3 separate regions of the Zea mays genome follow, and all the other regions are linked to region 1. The links are chromatin contacts, called in public Hi-C maps. All regions are on one chromosome and are shown on one strand. Each heading gives the region's core, a stretch centred on a gene start, on an enhancer-like site or on the middle of the called end of the contact. The rest is flanking DNA. Distances are from core to core; before and after follow the strand shown.

The links. Hi-C and Micro-C count contacts between places; a contact is called where the count stands out from the background.
Region 2: a contact with region 1 is called in a Hi-C map of bundle sheath, with 2.1 times the contacts expected there. The contact joins the promoter of LOC103629579 here to the promoter of LOC100217271 in region 1. A contact is called at or near these places in 4 of 25 Hi-C or Micro-C datasets (bundle sheath, ear, leaf and 1 more).
Region 3: a contact with region 1 is called in a Hi-C map of tassel, with 4 times the contacts expected there. The contact joins the promoter of LOC100280685 here to the promoter of LOC100217271 in region 1. A contact is called at or near these places in 4 of 25 Hi-C or Micro-C datasets (bundle sheath, ear, leaf and 1 more).

What each region holds. Positions count from the first base shown.
Region 1 is chr6:94,927,436-94,931,592 of Zm-B73-REFERENCE-NAM-5.0, reverse strand. It overlaps LOC100217271 (UDP-N-acetylglucosamine transferase subunit alg13), which reads right to left and starts at 2,443. Exons shown (of 4, transcript NM_001143623.2): 1 at 2,334-2,443; 2 at 1,908-2,106; 3 at 1,454-1,550; 4 at 1-356. The coding sequence starts at 2,072. The coding sequence ends at 100.
Region 2 is chr6:95,371,924-95,376,080 of Zm-B73-REFERENCE-NAM-5.0, reverse strand. It overlaps LOC103629579, which reads right to left and starts at 1,774. Exons shown (of 4, transcript XM_008650656.2): 1 at 1,473-1,774. LOC103629577 (a long non-coding RNA gene) reads left to right here and starts at 3,357. Exons shown (of 4, transcript XR_002748633.1): 1 at 3,357-3,713.
Region 3 is chr6:95,202,139-95,206,295 of Zm-B73-REFERENCE-NAM-5.0, reverse strand. It overlaps LOC100280685, which reads right to left and starts at 2,277. Exons shown (of 8, transcript NM_001153604.2): 1 at 1,883-2,277; 2 at 1,586-1,648; 3 at 1,328-1,444; 4 at 923-1,217; 5 at 585-740; 6 at 351-502; 7 at 1-272. The coding sequence starts at 2,181. The coding sequence ends at 119. It also overlaps the pseudogene LOC103631194.

The DNA of each region.
Region 1 (4,157 bases), core at 1,194-3,693:
CGAGGACAGTCTTGCTGTTTCCATATGCCAGTTAATCCATTTTACATCAAACAGGTACAGGAACTGACGCCTTAATGGAGGTATCTCGTCGTTTATTTGTCAGGCAACTGGGAAGCCAAGAAACCTGTTGATCAGGGCGACGACTGGCTTGGCATCCCCTGGCTCGTAAGGAACCAGCGTCTCCAGGTCCATTGCCCGGATGGTCTCTCCCAGTGTTTGTGGGCGTGCGCAGAAGAGGTGCTTCCTTTCAGCCAATTCTTCTGCTAGTTCGCTCTGGTGATTGTCCATCAGATCCTCGTTTACAACGACGATAAGCGGTTTGCCCAGCCGCAGCGTCTCAAATATGCTTCCTGAACCTGCCAGTGCCAAACCTTGAGAAACAAAACAATAAATAGAATAGACACACAAGATATTTCAAACAAAAGACTTTGTCGATCGCAAGGTCGGTCTGGCTTTAAAGCTTGCTGATCATTTTGAGCATCACGAACCTGAAACAAAAAAACTCATGCTGCCTGGAAGTTTTGATTCACTGCTGCAGAATAGTCCTTATGCAGAGTATTCAATGATACAGAAATGGAAAAAACAAATTGATAGTAGCAAAAGATGGAGCGGATTCTGAGCAATCAGTGAATTGGAGAGAAACCATGGGGGAGGAATCCTATTCCCATTCAAAACCATGGATCCTTTCAATTCCCTGGTCACCAAATCAGCTCAGAAAGGTTAAGTTATATTCTAGTTGCAATTAACAAACCCACCTTTTACATTCCTTGTACTGTCCTGGATTCTAGGGTAACCTAGCGATCTTTCATGACAACAGAGACATGGTTCTTAACACCAGAGGTTCTAGTCCTTAGGGGGTGTTTGGTTTTTTTAGTTACCCTCCTAAAATTTCTATTTGAGAGGCCTTATTTAAGTCACACTGTTTGGTAGTTTAGGGACTAAACCCCTTAATCATTTACTGGTTCTCTTGCATCTATTAAGAGGATGTTTAGTTCCCACCTCCTAAACTTTTAGTCACTTTTAGTTCCTAAAATACCAAATGGGGTAACTAAAATAGGTCTTCCAAATATGATATGATTTCTAGGGACTAAAGTTTAGGAGTGTGACTAAAGAAACCAAACACCCTCTAAGGATGAAAGGTTCTCAAATCTCAGTCACTTCATCAGATCAGATGAATAAGGAAGTGAGACAGAGACAGCGTGAAAGTAGCTAAGATTACAAAGAATGCGATAAACTGGTATATATCTCATCATTCCAAAATAGAAAAAGAAGAACAATCTAAAAGGAAGTGTGCCGTTTCACATTTTATGGTCTAACATAGATACAATTACTGGAAAAAGAATTCTCCGACGCATTTAGTTCAAGCTGGCAATTTCAAGATTTGGCCAGGAAAATATATAACACCATGGAACATATTCCAATGTTTTCCGCCATTTGGAAACACTATACGTACCTGCATGGCTGATAACTAAGGAAGCTGTTCTCATATTGTCAGCGATGCTTGGTGAAAATGTGAAATGGTCAACTTGAAGGGTAGCATCTCCTGAGACCTGTAGTCCCAAATAGATAAATACTATTAAGTATTAACTTCACTGTAAAATTAGAAACAGGGGACTAAGGTACCACATGAATATTTAAAAAGGGAAAGCATGGTTAACACGATTAAAGTAAGCAGCTGGTGAAACAAGTTGGACAGGAAGAGTAAATTTGCGCAAATAAATTTGCATGACATCCATTTGCCAAAAAAAACATATATGTTGTGCTTTCAGTTTGCCTTTTCATTTAGGATGACTTAAATCACCAGTTACGAACATCCCTATAAGAAAGAGTACAGATTGTCATAATGCAAACTAGTAGACAGGAATTAAATAGTTGTTAGTTTACTACAGAGGTACAAGCGTACTGACCTTGGATGGAACATATGTTCCTCGGCCCATTTGAATGAGAAGATTACTGTAACCTTTTTGCAGTAAAGCCTTCTTCACTTCCGGAGAATCTACGGCCATGACAAGGGCATCAAAGCACGTGGTCCCCACCGTGACAAATACTGTTCGATGCTCCCTCTCTGCCATCGACCCTAACAAGCAGCGAGCTTATGCTACAAAGCTGTAGGCAAAGAAAACAGGAAATTAGATAATGCTGCAATGTTAGGTAAAACTTGTAACAATAAATGCAGTAGAAGAACAGACCAAGCTGTTTGTTCCAACCATGTACTAATTTCCTGGTAGCTAGGAACATGGGAGCAGATCTTATGCGGAAAAAAAATAGTAGCAAAAGGCAGCTTTCATAACTACAAGGATCGTAGAAACACCACATAAATAGTAGTAAGGCACCAGATTTGAGGTGTGGAGGTAAGGGCGCGGCGGAGGCGCAGGGCACGGCGGGGAGCCGGGGCGGGGGCGCAGGGCCGTCGGCAACGGAGCGGAGAGGAGGAAGGAGAACAGTGATCGGAGGAGGAGGATTGGTACATTTGCCAGCTTCGGTTTGGTCTTTGATGTGGGGGGGCAGCCGGGCAACCCGGGATCTGAACGTAAAGAAAGCCTACGGGCCGAATTGGTCGATCAAATTAGTTGATGCTACGATTTGGCCCACGGGATCCGCCCTTCCTTTAGATCGTTGGCTGGGCCTCCCTACCTAATACGTAGAATAACAGCAAGTAACTTCCTTTAGGCCCACTTTAGAACGTAGAAATAGAGCTGTATGACAACTACAATTCTACAAGAATTAAAAATACAGGAAAACATCAATTAGAGTGCTTGGATGTAGCATATAAAGAACACAAGAATTAGAGGAGAGAGATAGACACAAAGGAAAGTTTTCAAGAGGTTGGACCTCTTGTTAGAAATCCTCCAAAATCTTACTACAATGAGCAATCCTATAAGAATTTTATAGGAACTCAATCCTTTATTCCAAAGGGCTATATAGGAAAATTTCCTATATGATTCTAATCCTCCAAAATTCCTCTACTTTTCCTTTTTTAAAAAGGGGCCTTTATATCATTGCTGCTCAAAGATTTCGAAAGTGTATATATAATAACCTTGAAATGCATATGCATCTTACATAAAATAGGAGACTGAGGATGCACTTAGGTGTCGTTTGGTTCACCAAATATAAAGTAAATGACAATGGTAATGATTCATGTTCGATTATCAGTGGTAGCAAGTTTGAATAGGCTAGTATTAATTTCTAGTATAGTATCTGATAATGGTAGGATCTAAATAAATATGATCTAACGTTATCAGTTACCCACCACGTTATAAATATGTGAACCAAACCACACCTTAGTACTTACTCTATGTTAATTTGGAAATCATTATTGTTTAAAATATGCACATATTTGGATGAAATTGTGCCATATTCCTCTCCAAGTCATTCCCTTTAATAAAAAAACAAACGAATTGTCGATGATCCATGGATAGCCGGATAGCATCTTGGAGACAATAGAATCAAACACAAGATTTGCTTGCATTGGTTGCACTTATATTTGTGAATATTATGTCTATGCTATGCTTCATAAAAAAAGAACCGAAGACATGAACACACCAAAATGCAAGGGGGAGAAAACCACATAGCATGCATGAGTGTGGAGCTTAATGTCGCGCTCTAAACACTAGAGTGTTGTTTGGTTCATCAAATGTAACGTGAATAGTAACGGTAGTGATTCACACTTAAGTAACGGCGGTAACAAGTTTGGTTGCGCTGCTGGTGGTCAGCGTAGTGCAAGACGAGAGATCATTAATGCCACAACAACTGAGAGAGGCATTATTTCTCTGTCTGAATTCTAATGCATAATCTTGTTCTGGAGAATACGGAACTCTGAACTGAAGATGCATGATGCAGATGGATGAGATCATGCGACCCGATCCACGCGCACCATGCATGATCGATGGTGCCATGCACAAAGAGCATAGTCGGTGTACGAACAAGTATATATTATAAAACTGAAGGATAATAAGAGATAGCGCCCAGCAACCCACGACAAGTAAAGGTGTGACCAACAGACCAAGGCAGATAGCTGAATCCTTAGCTAAAAAGACTGATCAGATCACAATGTGCAGAAGACATTGCGCCACATAGTGCAGCATGATGCCTTTAACTCGTTATCAAGTCCATCAAAGTGAAAATAATGGTGCATCCTTCGTATATGGTTATTCTCT
Region 2 (4,157 bases), core at 525-3,024, 450 kb before region 1:
GAAGTCTGCCTTTGTCTCTCAAATGATGCAGATGTTGATGATTTTATATTATGGTTGGTTGGCTTCTTCAGAAAGGTTTTTTGCCATATCTATTTATATGCTTAAATTTAGCGAAAGGCCAAAAGGATGGTCAGAATTTCCAATGTTAGCTATTGTAAACAGCTTTTCTGCGACTTCTATCATCTTCCATCAGGATTTGTTTGCCATGCATCTGGAAGTATCACATTGTTTCATCTTTTTGATGTGCTTAGACTAGAAATTGCATGTATGGACTATGGAGGCTAACTAAAGTTTGTTCATTACAAAATCATCTGTTAACATTTGACTGAAAAAGGGAAATTAGTTTGATGCTTGTTTTAAAATTACGAGATGTTAATTTTCCACTGCGAAATAATCTGTTACCATCATCTTTCACCTAGAAGAAAAGGTACTGGTCCTTATTGTGTCTAAATTGGCACTCCAAAAATAATTGGTGAATCTAGAGAATTTTAAGTTGATTAAAATGAGTGATGATACCATCAAGATAAACTGGCACCATGAGTGTTCTCTCCCTTTAGCTTCCAAATAGATATGCCACGCAATATGTTTTTAAACCCATGTTAAATCCTAGTTATAACTGTTTGTACATATCTTATCCTTCATTCCATCTACCCAGGAACAATGCTTTATATGAACTAATTTAGTTTTAACCTTTTTAATCTTTAATGTTTAATCAATGAGCAACTGTCTCCAGACACATGGAATCAATGAGAATTATATCAACATATGATTTCTCAACATATCAGTATTAGAATCCTAATAATGATCTTATGGTAGAGATCTGTAGAATTTATTGGCAAATACAGTAGAATTAAGTGTCAATTTTGCACAATTAAGTATGTCCTTTTTGTGTTGTTGGCTCCAATATTGACTGAGTTGATTTTTTTTTCTCTTAATCTATGCAGATACAAGTGATAAAAGCAGCAGTAAGTATAACTGAACTGTTATCTTTCCTTAAGTCCGAAGTGTAGTATTTCACACACTTTAATTTTCAATGCTCCTTTGCAGGTTCAATGTCTCATTGTCTACTCTAATGTGATCTCAGATTTTACCTATCCTTAATCCCTTCAGCCTTTAGTTGTTGCATCTTTGACTCACATGCTTTTCCGCTAAAAAAACTAATCCAGTAGAATTGACAGTGCTTTTTTTTATGTAGGCTTCAGGTTCAGGCTTTCAACAAGGCAAACAGCCATACGTGATACGCCCATGGACATGGGCAGCAACAGGCCAACAGCCATACTACAACATGAAGCAAATAATCACTGGAAGGTTTCAGGCTTTCAGCATCTAAGTAAAACTGAAAACCAACAAACATGGACATGGGCAGCAACAGGCCAACAGCCATACGCCCATAACTACATGCTACGGTACAACAGAGCACACCAGAAAACAGGGACAAGCTAAGCTCTGAATCTGGATTCTGGAGACCGTACCTGCAGGCCGGCTGCTGGCGCCGCCGCGCCGGGGATGGAGGAGGGGCCGAGGGGGACGATGCCGCCGTATCCCCCGTCACCGGTAGCGCGCCGCCGTCACCTGTTCCGCTAGGGTTCCTCCCTCGGCAGCTGGTTGCCTGGTTCGTGTCGTTTGTGCCTGGGCGTTGCTCTGTTGGCTCTTGGTTGTGCTGCTTCTGCTCACGTGGTGGGAATTGGGAAAAAGGAACCTGGACTGGGCCGCTGGGTAAGTGAAGTGGGCCACTGGGCCGAAATTTCAATCCAGCCAACCAGGCTGATAGTTCCTAATCGGACGATTAGGCGCGATTAATCGCCGACTAATCGGATGATCAGATATCTGATCGCCCTGATCGCGTGAATATGTTCCTGACCTTGCAGAATCAATCGCTGGGCTAATCTGGTCGTCCACCAATGAAGAGTTCCAAGACGAATGCATCGGGCTTCTTGGGCTAGGCTCGGAATATGACGTGTCGGAAGGACCAGTTCGATCGTCGATCTGTGAGAAGATGATCCATATCATCGAGATGAATGATACCAAAGAGAACGCAGAGGACAACGTGCCGTATCTGTTCGAGTGCGAGAAGCTGGATGGAGGTAGCGAGCTGGACGCCAAACATAGCCGTAGGCAGTTAGCCACACTCCAGTTAGCCAAACTAGTCTATATTTAGAAAATGTAATCGCAGAAATTGGATAGCTACAACGGGGATATAATTGCAGCATTTCGTGGATTTCTGTATTTTTAATTGAACTAAGGGACTGTTTGGTTTCTTTGTCTAGGAACTAAAGTTTATTCTTTACCTTGTTTGATAAACATAAGAAAACCAAAATTTCTCTTAGCATTATACGGCAATTAGTGTAACCGAAATAAATGATAGGTAAAAGGTAAAATTAATAAGATTTAATCCTTTTTAGTCATTCAATGAGGGACTAGAGACTAAAACAGTTTAGTCCCTGTTTTAATCTCATCATTTAATAATTTAAAGACTAAATAAAACTAAAATAAGGAGACTAATCTTTAATTCCTCAGACTAAACGGTATCTAACCTTTTCAATTTGACGCCACTTTTTAATCAAGTAGAGATCACGGCCTGAGTAAAAAAATTGTTGTAAAGCTATCCCGTACTTTCACGTGTAAGATAACGGAAGTCTCTTCTTCACTCTTGCTACATCATGGACGAGGTAACCAAAAAATTAGATATGATGCATAGAGAAGTAATTATCTGCTATTAAATTTTAAATAATAAAAGAATTCCTTCTCATAGACCCTCTCCGATTTCTTGGTAATTAGATCAGTCCTTAGAGTAAAGTTTCTTCTTTATATTTTGAAATTTTGAAGAACCATCTATTATTTCATTATAACAGTTCATAAATACTCCTATAAAAGATGTTTTCTGCTGAGGAATCTCTACTACTTATTAAGTAAGCAATAGTAGTCTGCCTCTGACATGTTCTGCCACGGATGTGTTCTGCCCTGCCCTGGTTCTGCCATCTACACGCCTCGCCTCCTGCATGTGGGTCATTATCCAGCAAAAAATTTCACGTCCGCACGAGTTTATTTAAACTGACCATTCAGCTATCAAACACAATATAGTTCAACATTAGAGTTCTTATTGTTGAGTCCGAGCCAACGCTTATAAGCTGCTCTATGTCTCCTTTACTAGACAGTATGGTACTAAGTTTTTTTGCAAGACAATACAACAATAGTGCAGGCGTTCTGGGCTGAATTTTTGGTGCGGCCCATACTCCAGCCGGTTTGGGGCGGCCCATACTCCACCGACGGCACTCCCATCCATCGTCTGAAACCCTTCCTAGCGCTCTCCTCCCCACGCCACCATCTCTCTCACCCCTCTCCCTCAACCGCCCCGATCTGGTTACCCGAGCGCGCATGGTGGATACGGGAACGCCGACGAGCGCGCATGGTGGATACGGGAACGCCGACGAGCGCGCTCATGCTCACGCCTCTATCTCCCCCTTCTCTCTCCCTCAACCGCCCTGATCCAGATACACAAGTTCATGCGAGGCAGAGAGACGGGAGCGATATCCGGGATGATTCGGGCGAGCGCCTCACGTCCGCGGTTGTTGGGAGCTTCGCTCACCATCTCGCGGTTGTTGGCGGCGGAAGATAGAGAAGGGCGAGCGGCCGCGCGGAACATCGACGACCGAGAGGCACCCTCGTCTGCAACCCCATCTGCTATTCTCCCTGACGGCATTCCTGGCAGCAAGGTACCTGATGCTTCCCTTCATTCTTCTCATTGGGTTCATGTGTGCGCTGGATCAATCGATCAGATTTGACTAGATTATGGGTAATGGGTGGCTGTGTAATTGGGTAATGGATTGGATTGGATTGCTGTGTAATTGGATTATGGGTGGATGTGCGGTTGGATTGGATTAGGTTCTGTTCTCTTCATTTGTTTCTGGAAGTCGTGTTCTGCAAGATGTTGAATTAATTATAGTGCTAAAAATGATGTGGTCTGCATTGGATTAATGAAGAATTAATTGGTACATCCACATCATGCTTACTGCTATTTAGAACAAACTGGATTATTTTTTGTAGTAATAGGAATAAACTGAATTATTTTTTTATAGAACAAAAAGGCGTGGTCTGCATAGTATCCCGAGTATTTTGGCTTACCTCTATGTCCAGTTCCAGGTGACAGTCCACCTCAA
Region 3 (4,157 bases), core at 1,028-3,527, 270 kb before region 1:
AATATATGCAAGATTGGTATACAACAAAGACATGAAAACTAAATCTGCTGACGCCGCTGGCCTAGAGAAACACTTGAGGCAAAAATCCATCTGCCTCTCTGCCTGGGGTGTAAAAGGATCAATGGAGCCCCCTGAAGGAGCTTCCTTCTGCCTTGGTGGTCGGCAGAAGAAGAGGTCGCAGATAACCGGCTACCAGAGCGCTCTGAGCCTCTTTGTAGCGAGCCCAAGTGACCAGGTAAAGGCCAGCGATGATGAAGAGTCCCCCAATCACACTGAAACGAGTAAAAATACAGGTGTCAACAAGCTCAGAATTTAGAGGATAAAAAATACAGTTGGGACTAGGGCCGAACCTTCCAACGTAAATTGGAGTTCCAAGAAACATGGTCGAGAGCAAGGTAGAGCATGCCGGTTGGAGTGGGTTGTAGAGGGCGACCAGAGACGGCCCGAGGATCTTGTTCGCCCAGGTCATGATCGCGTAGTTCAGGCAGGACGCAACGACTCCCTGTCAGGCAGGTAGGTAGAAGCAAGGTTACACAACCAGGGAGATTTCGAAATGTAATCTAATATCAAACTCAGAAACTTACAGCGTACAAGATGGCTAAGATCTCGGTCGCTGTCAGCGCCCACTCGTGGAGCCCACTGGTGGCGAACGCGCCGGTGACCACCATGAACAAGGTTGCGAAGGAGTAGGAGTAGGCGGTCAGGGATAAGCTCGCGGGGTATTTGATCAGCACCGGGGCCTGCAGGTTGTCGCGTCAGGAAAAGGACGGCGATTTTGTTGCATCAGGCGTGAACATCGTAGATATTAAAATACGATTACAGTAGTAAGCATCCACCAATCCATCAGTAACAGAAAGGAAATTTCAATAAATATATATCCAACCCCAGTGCTGCCAAGTCTGCGTCACCAAGTCTGCGTCACCTGGATGACGAGGTAAGCGCCCATCAGGAAGCAGTTTCCGATGAGGCAGACGACGCCGAGATGCCATGCCTCCACGCCGTTCCGGAGCATGGCCGCGGCCAGCCACTGAGGAGCATAGTTATAGGCATGGCTGTGGTCAATAACCACTGACAGGGCAGTTGCATCGGCCGCGCCTCCGGTCCCGATCAGAGATGGGCCTCGGTAGAAGACCATCAGGACGGCGCCAGAGACGCACACGGCTGTGCCGAGGACTTTGACGACCCCGTGTTTCGTGAAGATGTTGATCACCTCGACGCTGGAATTGGATGGGAAAATGTGTGGAATTTATTGCGGCGGCGGCGGCGTCGGTCCATGTCAGGAAGGACTCGGGCTGTCAGACGAGAGAAGGAAGGTTCCGAGTGTTACCCGACGATTGCGGCCAGGAGGAACGTGAACACCGGTATGGCCGGCTGGAACGCCGCGGCGTAGGAGGCGTTGGTGAAGCCGAGGCCCAGGAGGAAGAGGAGCTGGTTCCCGAAGATCCTGCGGCAGGCAAGGTAGGAGGAGAAAGCCGTTTCATTAGTTCCTCCAGCAAGGGTTAGTGGTGATGGAAACTATATGTAGATTTACACAGTGAAAGATTAGGAACCAAAAAAAAAAGTGAAAGATGGCTGGAAAAATCACCCAGTGAATCCGAGGAGAGCGAAGGACGCGAGGAGGCGAGGAGTCACCGGGCGCCGCACGTTTCTGCAAGGACGGAATGGATTCCGAATTTACGGGACGAATCGGAATCCCCTGGGATGGGTGAGTGAGAGAGATACACTGCACTAGTACTAGTAGGGAAGAAGCTAAAGAGATGCCTTCCCCCCCTCCTCCCCCAGCAGGTTGCTGCTGGGCAAGCAAAGGAGATTGAAGTGAAATTCGGTGGTGTGTGGTGCGCGAAGCGGAAAGGGATTGGATGAGGAGGACGTGCGGGGAGACCTCTCGCGAAAGAAGGCGATGGGCGCGAGGAGCGCGAGCGCGACGAGGTCGCGGTAGACGCAGAAGACGATCTGGTTCATGCCGACGTTGAGGACGGACTTGGTGAGGACGTGGTAGCCGCCGTAGGCGACCTGGACGAGGGCCATCCCGACGTGCGCCCGCCACGCCTCGTTGCCCGCCCACAGCAGGCGCCCGCTGCCGCTGACGGCCCACACCGACGAGGACCACCGCTGCAGCAGCGTCGGATAGCTTCCCTCCTCCCTGTCGCCGTCCTCCATCACCGCACCCCCACGCCCCATCCCTCCGCCGCCGAGGCCGGCGACCGCTCCCTAGTCTAGCGGCCTGCTGCTTCCCTCGTTCCGCGCGGCCTGCTCCTGCTCTGCTTTGGCCGTGGCTGTAGCTTTTTTTGATCTGGAAAAAATGGCGTGGAGTATACAATTTATAGCCCGATTACGCGAAAGAGACATAGCTTCAAGATTTATTCAATAATTGCGTCTTTATCAAATGAATAAAAGTCTATGAAACTAAGTATGAGACCATGCATAGAATAACACTTTGAAATTTATCCGATGAATAAAAGTCTACTAGTCATGTTCATTGCTACGATTTTTATATATGACATAGAATAAATTTTGTTTTAATAAAACACAAAATATATGTTTTTTATTGATTAGGTGAGTGTGAACGTGGAGCCAACAACAAAGTTCGAATACTCATTTATACATAATTTCACTTTATTTTTTTACATAAAACGCAAATATAAGGCTCCCAAAAGTAGGTCTTGTACTCTTGTATCATTTGTCCTTTCAGCAAGAGATAATAAACATTGGATGGTTTCAATAATATTTTTGTTGTCTCTCTGAAGGATATTATGAAGAATCACCTCAAATAATTGTTGGGGCTTTGCTGGTTACAATACATTTCTGTCAAATAAAACAAATCTTTCCAAAATGATCCGAGCATGCCAAGGCAAATAAAGCAACACTATATGCCCCATACACCCTTGAAGTGGAGCACCAAGTTCACTGAATGCTTTTAGCATGGTAATCGCGTGGTGCTATGAGATCTCAGAACCATTGCCTAGAAGCACAAGAAGTTTCTTGTCAATTCCTGATTCAATCATATAATCTCAACAACCTTCAACTTTCCAACCTTTATCAAAGATGCAAGTCTTGCAAACACATTTTCATACATTGTGAAAGGGAAATAGGCTTACACCTTTTCCTAATTGATTTTGGTGGTTGAATTGTCCAACACAAATAATTCAACTAACTAGTTTGCTCTAGACTATAAGTTTTACAGGTGCCAAAGGTTCACAATAAACCAATAAAAAGACCAAGAAAGAGTTCAAACAAAGAGAGCAAAAGACAACCGAAGTGTGCCCTGGTCTGGCGCACTGGAATGTCCGGTGTGCCACCGAACAGTGTCCGGTGCACCAGGGAACTCAACTCCGAACTGCTCACCTTCGGGAATTCTAGGAGCCGCTCCGCTATAATTCACCGAACTATCCGGTGTAGCACCAGACTGTCCGGTGTGCCAGCGGAGCAACAGCTACTTCGCGCCAACGGTCGTCTGCAGAAGACATTAAATGCGCTACAGCGTGCGGCAGCGCGCGCAGAAGTCAGAGCACGCGCCAGACGGCGCATCGGACAGTCTACAGGACCTGTCCGGTGGCCCAGAAGACAGAAGCTCCAACGGTCGAACCCTAACGGTCGGGTGACATGGCTAGCGCACCGGACAGTGTCCGGTGGCGCACCAGACTGTCCGGTGCGCCATGCCACAGCAGGCTCCACCAAACGACTAGTTTGGTGGTTGGGGCTATAAATACCCCCAACCACCCACCATTCATTGCATCCAAGTTTTCACCCTTCACACCTCATACAAGAGCTATAGCATTCAATACAAGACACAAACAAGAGATCAAATCCTCTCCCAAGTCCAAAGATCATTCCAATCAAATAGTGACTAGTGAGAGAGAGATACTTGTGTTCATTTGAGCTCTTGCGCTTGGATTGCTTTTCTTCTTCCTTCTTTCTTGATTCCAACTCAATTGTAACCAAGGCAAGAGACACCAATTGTGTGGTGGTCCTTGTGGGGACTTAGTATCTCGTTTGATTGAGAAGAGAAGCTCACTCGGTCTAAGTGACCGTTTGAGAGAGGGAAAGGGTTGAAAGAGATCCGGTCTTTGTGACCACCTCAACGGAGAGTAGGTTTGCAAGAACCGAACCTCGGTAAAACAAATCACCGTGTAATTCGCCTTATTTGATTGTGATTT